Regions from separate parts of the Triticum aestivum genome. Here regions 1 and 3 are each linked to region 2. A link is a contact called in public Hi-C and HiCAR-type data. All regions are on one chromosome and are shown on one strand. Each heading gives the region's core, a stretch centred on a gene start, on an enhancer-like site or on the middle of the called end of the contact. The rest is flanking DNA. Distances are from core to core; before and after follow the strand shown. Region 1 holds the start of LOC123135931. Region 2 holds the start of LOC123135924 (transcription factor MYB3R-2). Region 3 holds the start of LOC123135915 (ATP-dependent zinc metalloprotease FTSH 8, mitochondrial).

Region 1 (3,333 bases), core at 534-3,033, 200 kb before region 2:
CATATAAATGCACTAGTCCACATCGATCCTGGTTGATGTGTAGCGCTGTACCTCAGTTACATCAATATGCTTGGAAGGTCATGATTTGAAAGCCCAACAGACATGCTCAGCTCAACTATGGGTACCAGAGTAGATGTCCAAAGCAGAGCAACTATGTGTCTGGTAGTAGAATGCAAGAAAGTTGTCGGAATTATGTCTGAGAAAATTAGCTTACCGATTGGAAGGATGGGAGCCAAGATATTCTGACCTTCTGAATTAGGTACGACCGGAGCATTAAAGCACCCCTTGGGACAGGGCTGCATAAAAGTTGAAAACCCATGAAAACATGTAGAAAAAGATCAGAAAATTGAGATGCAAATCATCTCTCAAGAGAGATTATTATGCCCCTTGAAAATACTGGAAGTGCTAAAAGTGTTCAGATGCAATTCAGTGTTATTATGATAGAATGTCTGAGAGAACCTTGGTGGGAGCATATACATTTGTACACACAACCGAAGCAAAAATAAGTCCAAGAAGCAAGCGACTTAACATAAACATCATATTGCAAAATTGCAGTACAGTAAAATTTAACACACGCAGGCAGATACAGAAGATAAACATAGATGTCAGGCCCTTTCAGAGAGTGAACTACTGTTTTCAAGATCCTGATCCTGTATTGTATAATCTGATCTTGGGTGTTTCGTGTGAGGTGCTATAATTGATACTACTTGTGCAGCCAGTCTCCAAATTTCAATTACCAACCTTTTTGAAGGGAAAGATGTAGAGGAAGTCAAAAAACACATGCAAGACAAGGCAACAAACGAATAATAACTAAACTTTATACTAGGCTTATAGAGCTGTCACTTTCACCACGAAAGAACATACTTGGCTAAATTCAGGCGGACATGCGGCAGACTGCAAACATGTAAGCACAAATCAAGGCCTGTATTCATGCACTGCATTAGGCGTGATTAATTACGATAGCAACACTCCATCTACTCTAGGACACTTGAACCCAACGATGATTGCTCAGAATTGACCTCAAAATGCCGCAGGAAACCAAAGCATCGACGAGACGAGCGTGCAGCGCAAACGATAAGTGAACGTGTTAGTACGACCGCACCTAGCAAGCAGACGGAAAATTAACCATGGAAAGCAAGCAAGCAAGCAGGCAGGCAGGCCAAACCACACGCAATCTGCACTGTCGTATCAGATTAAGAAGGGTGCGAGGTAGCAGCTCCTCCAGGCTTGGTGTCAAAGGGAAGAAGGCACATCGATCGCGGGGGAATTCCATCGAGTACCTGGGCTGCGCCTCAGAGCGGGGAGGCCGGATCTTCCACCCGCGGACGCATGATATAGCTTGTCGTTCTTCGGGGCTAGTAGTGGTGCATCACAGGCCAAGATCGCTGCCGGAAGACGGGAGGAGAGGAGCTTTCGACTTTTGCGCGTGCCCGGCTCCGGCTGGCTGACGCAGCACACTCTGAGGCGAGGCGAGGCGAGGTGAGGTGAGGTGGTAGCCGCACGACCGAGCGACGGGCCAAATTAATCGAGGGGAAGGCGACAGGGCGGAGACCAGAGATTTCAACGAGAAAAAGCTCCCAGGGCAACGCCGTGTGCCGCGTCGGTGGCGGTGGGTGCGTGACGCGACGCGACGCCGTGGTCGGGGTCGGCGTCGGACGACGCGTGTGGTCTCTCCCTCGCGCGCCGGCGACACCGCACCGGGCGCGTCGTCGCGGCGCGATTCCCTCCGGCCATGGGCCCTTGTGGCAACGCGCGCTTGGGTCTCCCGCGGTTGGTGGCCCCCGGGCCCTGAAGGGCTGCTATTTTTAGAGAATCTGGCCCTGAAGGACCGAGCCACGAAGCAGCCACGGCCTTGCAGCTATTTTCTTCTTCTTTTGAGATAATCCTTGTAGTTATGGGGAGCAACTAGTTAACGAGCGGTTCGGGAGCGCTCCGCGCGTGACAAGTGTTGCGCGCGGAGCGCTCCCACCAGGGAAAACTAGATGGCGCGGTTGGTTTTCGATTTTTCCTTTCTGATTTGTGATTTTGTGCGTTTTGCACTTTGACCCTCAAACTATCACATTTTTCTGTTTTCCCTTTCCGCGCGAAAACATAAAAAAAAATACCAGTTCGCGCGCTTGGTTTCCTGTTTCCCTTTCTCGTTTCCCTTTCTATTCCCATTAAATTTTCGGGTAATGGAGATTTATGGGGAAGTTACGGGCGGGGACTACCAACACTATCAAATGTGACCTTTCAAGTAACGAAAAAGCAACTTTTTAATGTAAAACGGCAGTCTTCGGAATTGTTCAATCGTGTGACTTTTTTATAGGCACAGGTGAACACTAGGAGAGACACGGGTGTATAACTTTACCAAATTGAAGAAAAGCGCCTCCGGCGCGAGGGACCCTCCTGCTCGCCTTCGGCTCGTTTAATTTTCATAAACATCTTGAAGGGGGGGGGGGGGCGGTCATATGTCGAAGTGTGTGTTGGTCGTGCAGCGTGCTGGTTTGTGTGGCGCGTTGTCCCTCGCGGTGTGACACGGCGCCTCCGGCGCGAGGGAACGTCCTGCTCGCCTTCGGCTCGTTTAATTTTCATAAACATCTTGAAGGGGGGCATAGGTCGAAGTGTGTGTTGGTCGTGCAGCGTGCTGGTTCGTGAGGCGCGTTTTTCCTCGTGGTGTGACACGGTGCCTCCGGACGAGGGAACCTCCTGCTCGCCTTCGGCTCGTTTAATTTTCATAAACATCTTGAAGGGGGGTCATATGTCGAAGTGTGTGTTGGTCGTGCAGCGTGCTGGTTCGTGTGGCGCGTTGTCCCTTGCAGTGTGACACGGCGCCTCCGGCGCGAGGAACCCTCCTGCTCGCCTTCAGCTCGTTTAATTTTTATAAACATCTTGAAGGGGGGCATAGGTCAAAGTGTGTGTTGGTCATGCAACGTGCTGGTTCGTGCGGTGCGTTTTTCCTTGCGGTGTGACACGGCGCCTCCGGTGCGAGGGAACCTCCTGCTCGCCTTCGGCTCGTTTAATTTTCATAAACATCTTGAAGAGGGGCATATGTCGAAGTGTGTGTTGGTCGTGCAACGTGCTGGTTTGTGCGGCGCGTTGTCCCTCGCGGTGTGAGCGCGCGAGGGAACCTCCTAACAGGTCGTGCCAAAGGTAAACTGCTTTGTTTCGGAACACACAGGTTTGAAGAATGTGCAGTCACGTCTGCTTAAGAGCTATGCTTTGTTGACGATATATAGGTTTGTGTGTGCATGCACATGTGTGCATACTACGAAGGCATTGGTATGTTGCCTCCATAGGCACGGGTTTGAAGCATGTGAAGTCACGTGTGCGTAGGAGCTAGCCACGGTTGAG
Region 2 (3,798 bases), core at 813-3,312:
TGTGTACTTTGTTAAAAAAAATTAAGTCATACTAAGACCACAAAAGCTAGGATGATGTGTCTCTGAAACAAAACAAAAAATATAGCTTAATAAGAAAACAAAGTGAGATGATGCCCGGTTTGTTCATAAGCAGGTGTCTATCAGCCATCACTGAACCGTGATGAGCTTGCAACCTAACGACCCGAGTGACGGGAGGCGCTAACCAAACCAAAAGGCTACTGCCAACTATACGACCATTTTGTGTCTCTCTAACCGAACGAACGAACGAACAAACAATAGATATTTCCAACGGCTGAAAAAACATTATTTTCCCTTTCCCTATGTCCTATGAGGACTTTTATACTGCTAGCTTCCATGGAAGGCAGATTAAGAAACTAGCATAACAATCTGCCACAACTAGCACGCCACCGACCGAGACGTTGGCAGTGAAGCGGATCGGACGCAGCCGTTGACCGACCGATTTAGAACGCAAGGAGCCACGCGCCGCGGCCATCAGACGGCCAGAGACGACCCGCGGACGATCGGACGGCCGAGCGCGCCACACCGGAGGTTAGGCCGGCCGTTAGGGGTTCAAACCCGGTCGCGCCCGCAACGGTAACCACGGCCGCCAGCCGCGTTCGTTAAAGGGAAAGCAACGCCGACCGATACTCTCACCAACCACCCATTTGTCTGTCCGACCCACGGCCAGGGGATCGGGCCCCGGCCCAGCCGCCGTGAACCCCCCGCGTCGTTCTCGCCGTTTGTTCGCGTCGATCCGTTTTCCGGATCACACAGGCCCTTTGTCACCTCCCGCTTCGCCCCCTCGCGTCCCCCGGAATCGCGAACTGCTCCGAGTTTCCACCACTCTGCATTTGCGAACTGCTCCTTGGGCCGTCCTCTCGATAGAAACCGGGAAACTACAATGTGGGACGTCGGATCTGCAATGCTCCTTGGCTTATCCACCCACCATTCTTTGCTTTTTACAGAAAAAACAAGAGACACGTGGTGCTTACCCACGTATCTGGTCCGACGATTCGCATATGGATTGTTAGGTTTTCATCGAGTGATAGGGTTTCGTGTGATACTTTCTCTAACCACTGAACCCGCTCCCCACCCTGACACATACAAAAAAGATATTTGCAGATGTACCATTGCTGTTGGAAGGACACACGGGCTTGCCCATTCATTTTCGGTCTTCATCAGTTGGACGTGTGACCACAATATCTGTTTTTTTGTCGTTTTCTGAAACAAATTTTGTAATATATCTCATATCTACATCCAAAGGATATGCACGACCACATTTACTACGAGGGTCGTATGTGGAGCAATAACAATTAAGATTATGAAAGATAAGATTTTTATGGGGCAAGTATCGACAATAATCAATAGCTACGACCATCCAACCCCGTGAAGGCAGCTGAAAAGCCAGAAACTACGCGCAGACTATTCTTTCGCAGCGATCAGTTTTCAGACCGAGTTTGCCTTTTATGTCTTTTGTTCCGCTCCTTCATGTTTCTCGTAATTTCTAACTCGAGAGTCTCCCTGTAAACCCCGAGCAGCCGATCAATACGCGTAGGAGCTCTTGATATGCTGCTTGTACGGCTGCGCTCTAGACTTTAGGAAAACTAAAATCAATGGTGAAAAACACCAACAATATACTAATACTTGCATGCAACGAGAATCAACAATCAAATCAGCCTCGAGTACAAATGGATCACGCGACATAAATGAAATGGAGTTGCTAGCTAGTGTGTGCAAAGCAAGCTAACCAACAGCAAAAATGGCGCCCCTAGCAATTCGCCGAAACGTCAGGGGCTGATACGGGAAACCGCCGAACCCGGGAGGGAGCGATAAATTATTCCCGTCTCCTCCTCGTCGCCCCCTTTTCCTTCAACGCAACGGGCGAGGGGTTTTGAAAGACGCCTCCATCCTTCCTTCCTTCCTCCCCTCTCCCTTAGGGTGAACGACCCTTGCACGATGGTCCATCCAGCGGTTTGCAAACAACTTTTGCTTTGCATGGATGGCTTGAATGGGTTGTCGTTCATAAATCGTCTACGTACTGTCGTCTGTATAGCAGTGCTGCCAGCACACAACCGAACCCCGCGGCGCGCCCCGACGCGACAGATACCCGCCCAGCCGCAGCCAAAGCTCCATCCTTTTAACCCCACACCCTCCTCCCCTGCCGCCTAGGGTTTCGGTCCGCCCCCCGCGTCGCGCCGTCTCCGCCCGACTCGATCCTCCCGATCCCCCCACCGATCTGGGGGCGCCTACCTGGTTCGTGCGCGGCGGCGGCGGCGGCGCCCCTCGGTTTTTCCGTTTCTGTTGTCTCGACGCGTTTCCGTGGGGGTTTCTGATGCTGATCTCGCTGTGTTGGCTTCAGGCGGCGGCGTGGATGACGTGGCGGCGGCGGTAGATGGGTATGGCGGCGGTCAAGGTGGAGGAGCGGGACGGGTGCGCCGAGAGCAGGCAGCATCTGGCGCTGTCGAGTCCGTCGGCTTCCGAGGGAGGGAGCTATGGCGGCGGGCACGCGTGGGCGTCGCCGCTGGTGCCCAGCCCCGCCGATTCCGGCTCCACCCGCAGGTACCGCCCTCCGTCGACTGTCTCGGACTCTGTCGTTCGGTGTTGCTGGTTAGTGGTTGCTTACCTGACTAGGGTATGGGGGGGGGGGGAGGCCTGTTTGCCCAGGAGAGGTGGTTTTCTTATGGGGCGTTCGGTTAGCAGATGCAATCGGGGTTGGGTTGTGACTGAAATGGCGCAGCAGGTCGCTGCGTTCTCCATACAATTCCCATCTCTGGACGCCTTTTCTGATGGGAAACATGGCTGGTGTGCAGTGTGATGGCCGTATGGGGGAAAGGGGGGTTAACATCAACATGTGGAAATGAGTCTCAGATTTTTTATTTCGAGAAACTCATGGTGTTGAGATCATCTGTATTGGAACATGCTGTGTGTGGGGCTTAGTAATTGACTGTTAGGGAAAGGTGCAATTTCGTTGAGTGCCACTACATTTCATGAGGTTTAAGTGATTATCATCTCATCACTTGCTTGGTTTGGGTGTTATGAGGTACTGTACTGCTTTTCTGATTAGATAGTCTCATTGGTGGGAGTGTGCTGCTTGGCTTGTGCAGTTGCCAGTTAGTATGCTGGGCCATTGGATAATTTTGCTTAACTTCTATTGCCTTAGAAATCAGTATGTTGTCTTGGTTGAGGCACAGTGAAGGTTGCTTCTCAGTGATCCTTGGAATGAATGGAAGTGGTGATTTACATTGGTTTTAATGACATTATGTGCACATGTTTTGGTCTTTTTATGTTTCAGTTAACCCACTATGTGTTTTGCCAATTGATGTCAATTTTCGCAGATTTGGTATGTGTAAATGCATTTGTGGTGTGTTAGCTGAAATATAATGTCATAATAATATAATTAATGATATATTTTTGGGTTCCCTCAGCACTGGAACTGGAACATGCCAATTTCAGCTTTTCAAGATGAATACTTAGGATACAAAAGTTCATCCAAGAGAAATTCATTTTGAGTTAATTTATGATTATTTGAACATGTGCCAGCAATGAAGGTGTAATAGGCTGTTAGGGTCTTTACTGTATGCTGGCTGACACTTGTAGCATGCTTAGTTCATTAGTTGCTTGCCTAATTATAGAATATAGAATAAAAACTTAGCATGTTTATTATTGTAATTTCCATGAAACAACTTCCATCATAGTAATAGTAGTATATTGAACTAGTTATAGGTTTTCTCATGGCTCTGTAGCTTTGATTATTGATCAGCAACGTGTTTAAGAGAGAAAAGCAACAGTCAGCGTTTA
Region 3 (3,839 bases), core at 929-3,428, 190 kb after region 2:
ATTAAAAGCACAAGATATTTTCATGACCATTAAACTAAAGATTCTGCAACATCCATAAATTCAAAGTGAACAAATATGCAAACCAAGAAACACAATATTACAATTAATAAAAACAAAAACTGATACTCCCTCTGTAAAGAAATATAAGAGCACTTAGATCACTAAAGTAGTGATCTAAACGCTCTTATATTTCTTTACGGAGGGAGTAGTTCTGAAGTTGCATTTGCACTCAAAGGTAAGAATAGGAAACTACAAATACAAGGCGCACGTTAGCAATTCGCCACACCAGGTACACATGCGTACAAGCAAGAATTAATTAGTGAGAACAACCTCTAAGTGGGCTATAGAATCAAACATCATCTATTCTACAAAATAGCACATCATCTCTATGAACATATTTTGGCAAACATCTGCAGCCTTACATATTGCATAATGATCACAGCCTGCTATCTGTTATCTGGTGTTGCACACATTACTTATAAACATCTAAAGAGAAAGTGTGGGTATTTTCTCTGCCATCCCATTTGTGAAACCAATAAGAAGACCTCATGGTGGGAAATATGGTCCTACTGTCTGCTGCTGCTTGCCACAATTATTGGATAATAATGCTTAACTAACCTCCAAATTTTGATTGGAGGTGACAGGGTACATACAGATTGTATAGTCCTTATGGTAGCAAAAAAGTTTTCTGTTTTCTTGGGGTTTTCAACACATAGCCATGATTTAGGGATTCAACAAAGAAAGCAAATATATTTGACAACAGAACAGCAACTTGCAGAATTCTTTGCGTCAGAATAAACATATTAGTTTACAGTTAAAAACACTATGGCCAATTTGCCAGGAAGGAGATGAAAACTACCTCCTTCTGGTCTGATGAGCTTGAAGACAAGGATGAGAACATCAGGCCCAAAAGCAATAGAGGTCCCAGGAAGTTCTGCAGCTGCTTGAAAGTACCATCCTGGAAATTCCATTGACCATCTGTATCGGATTCCTCTGCATATCAGAGAATTACAATTTAATCACACTTGAAATTGGCAGCACTTGGAACTGAGAAGTTAAACTACCATCAGACATGGTTGTGACCAATCCATTATCCAGTTATATCCTATTACCTCTGTCCGAAATTACTTGTCTTAGATTTTATAGATACGGATGTACCTAACAGTAAAATGTATCTAGATACATCCGTATCTAGACAAATTTAAGACAAGTAATTTGGGATGGAGGAAGTATTATCCCATTGTTACATCAAAAGCTGCCGGGCACTCATAGGGCAAGGAGATCATCGCGTACATAGTTAACCCATCTTGTTGGCCAAGCACATTCAGTAATAGTGTGTCGTAAGTGAATAATTCACTGGACTCGACACAAACTTCTCTACACGAACAAGATGCACAGATAAGAAAGGCGGCGACTTACGCTTGGAATCCTTGTTGCTCCCATCCCCTTTGGGCGCCTCCTTCTTCCCCTTGGGGTAGTAATTCTCGTAATCTGAAAGCGCAAAAGGATGCATATTTCAGCAGTGCCAGGAGACACCCGACCCGGACTGACCGAAAAATAAGGCACGACAACACTCACTCTTCTTAGAGCCGCTGCAGAAGAGCCTGCGGAACTGCGGGCTGGCGAGGAGGTACCTCCACTCCGAGGTCTTAACCGCGGCAGGGCTACCCAGCGACGCCGTCAGGTACCCGCGCACGAGCCCCAGCGACCCGGCGTCCCCGCCGTGGGCCGGCGGGAGCGGCGGCGATGGCGGCGCCCGGAGCCCGCCCAGGGAGAAACCCTAAGAGAACGAACAGCACAGAAAAAGAATTCATACACTTTTCATGGCCCACCCAGACGCGCGGGGGATTCGGAGAAAGAGACGGTGTGCAGGGGCGGGAGCGCTTGCCTGGCGCGGGCGGGAGGAGCGCGCGGACCGGGCGGCGGCGCGGGCGAGGGAGGCGAGGCTCATGGCTGCTAGGACCACGACGGCGCCGTGCGCATGGGGCGGGGGATCCGCGCGGGACGAGCTCGAGATGCGTTCCGCCGATATGTCCTCGTTCTCCTCTTCTTGTTCCGGTTGCGTGCGCCGTGTGGAGGCCTGGACTGGAGGTGGAGGTGGAGGAAGCGCCGCGGCGGCGAGGGTGGGGGGGAAGGGGGAGCCTGGTTTTTTTACCGGGGCGAGACGAGGGGGAGAAAGGAAACGAGATGCGGCTGCGGTTTCGCTCGACCGACGACGCGCTCACGGGATTGCCGGGGGGGTGGGTAGTGTGCTGCGTGGGCTCTTCCCGCTGGATAAGACCGAGTTTACCGGCTGGGTCCGGGCCCGGCCGTCACCGACCCGTTCGGAGAGGCTGGCGTGGAGTCTCTCATCGACCAGATTCAGGATGTGGACGAACTTGTTTCCGATGATCGCCAAAAAAGAAAGTTGTTTGTTTCCGGGTGATGAACTGCCTTCTTGTTCGATACTGCAGCCGAGATTAGATTTTTGTTTCTGTTTGTTACAGTATACTACGTATACAAGGGAGCTGACCGCGAGATAGGACTCCAAGTAGTAGTACAACATAAATATCAGCTGCTTGTGATTGTGACATAAGAGGCGATGCAAGCTAAAACGTGTCAGGCCAGGGTCCAACTGTTGATCTTTTTGAAGAGAAAAAAATGGGAACGGGATACCCTTTGCATAGGGCAATTCATTCATCTAGAAAACGAGATAGCAGCATCTGACAGAGACAGCAGGAGTAGTTAATCAGCGTTCGATGCTCTCGCCGCTTCAAGGATCCATCTTGTTCCCCAAGAAAGAAAGGCTGATGCTTAATTAGTGAGGCAGACTTGGCTTGCCGGGAATCAAACGATGCGGCGGGGAGCGAAAATAGCAAAGCAGTGACGTTGGTGTGGAGCGAAAATAGCCGTACGTGCGTGCGTGTGGGCAGCGGCACCATCCATCCATGCCTATGGCTTTCCTTTGCCTCCTTGGGAGGCACAAGCTGAGCTGCCGTATCTGCCTTTTGTGTGCGTGCCACCGCTTCTTTAGGGTTTGATTGACAAGGTGTATGAGGGTAAAAGCCCTCACTCTAATTCATTTTTGCTTGTTTGATAAGGTGCACGGGTTCATCTGGGTTATGCCCATCTGATGCAAAAAAGGGTCCTCATCATGCTCATAGAGAGGGTGCATGGAGGTAGCCATGCTCACCCCGACCCTCGTCCTCACCCACCAGGCCACGCCAAGACATTTTTAAATTTTCAAAAAATATATATAATTTTTTTAAAAAAATTCAAAAAAATATTCAGAATTTCAAAAAAGAAAAAAATCAAAATATTTCAGAATTTCAAAAAAAGGAAAATTCGAAAATGTTCAGAATTTCAAATTTATTTAAATTTTCAAAAAATATTCAGAACTTTAATTTTTGATTAAATTTTCAAGAATGTTCAGAATTTTAAAAATGTTCAAAATTTCCAAAAAATAGAATTTAAAATTTTGTTTAAATTTTTAATAGAAGTTCAGAATTTCAAAATATATTTACATTTTTGTTCGCATTTTTTCAATTTTGTACACCATTCAAAAAAATATTCAAAATGTGAATGTGTTCAGTATTTCCAAACACATGCAGGCTGCCAAATAAAGTCTCAGCGCATACACCGCTGCCCAACAACAGCAAATGCATGGACTCAACATGTATCAGAGGAGGACAACTAGGCTAGATCCATACATGCTACCAAACATACCCTTAGAGCATCAACAACCGGACTTGTAAATTCGACCTTCTCAAACGCTCGTGGACACGCATGCGGACACTGACCGGTCAAGCCTCAAATTACTCATCTTACGACCGGACACCTCAATTAGCATATCTCAAATC

Evidence for each region. Hi-C and Micro-C count contacts between places; a contact is called where the count stands out from the background. HiCAR-type assays count read pairs that join an accessible place to other places.
Region 1: a contact with region 2 is called in a HiCAR-type map of leaf, with 3 times the contacts expected there. The contact joins the promoter of LOC123135931 here to the promoter of LOC123135924 in region 2. A contact is called at or near these places in 1 of 5 Hi-C or Micro-C datasets (leaf) and 1 of 1 datasets of contacts at active chromatin or transcription factors (leaf).
Region 3: a Hi-C map of leaf shows a contact between it and region 2, with 3 times the contacts expected there. The contact joins the promoter of LOC123135915 here to the promoter of LOC123135924 in region 2. A contact is called at or near these places in 2 of 5 Hi-C or Micro-C datasets (both in leaf).

Annotation. Positions count from the first base shown.
Region 1 is chr1B:517,203,322-517,206,654 of IWGSC CS RefSeq v2.1, reverse strand. LOC123135931 reads right to left here and starts at 1,783. Exons shown (of 4, transcript XM_044555200.1): 1 at 1,281-1,783; 2 at 215-296.
Region 2 is chr1B:517,002,248-517,006,045 of IWGSC CS RefSeq v2.1, reverse strand. It overlaps LOC123135924 (transcription factor MYB3R-2), which reads left to right and starts at 2,062. Exons shown (of 9, transcript XM_044555180.1): 1 at 2,062-2,253; 2 at 2,360-2,559. The coding sequence starts at 2,393.
Region 3 is chr1B:516,814,473-516,818,311 of IWGSC CS RefSeq v2.1, reverse strand. LOC123135915 (ATP-dependent zinc metalloprotease FTSH 8, mitochondrial) reads right to left here and starts at 2,178. Exons shown (of 8, transcript XM_044555164.1): 1 at 1,889-2,178; 2 at 1,579-1,780; 3 at 1,420-1,491; 4 at 860-993. The coding sequence starts at 1,951.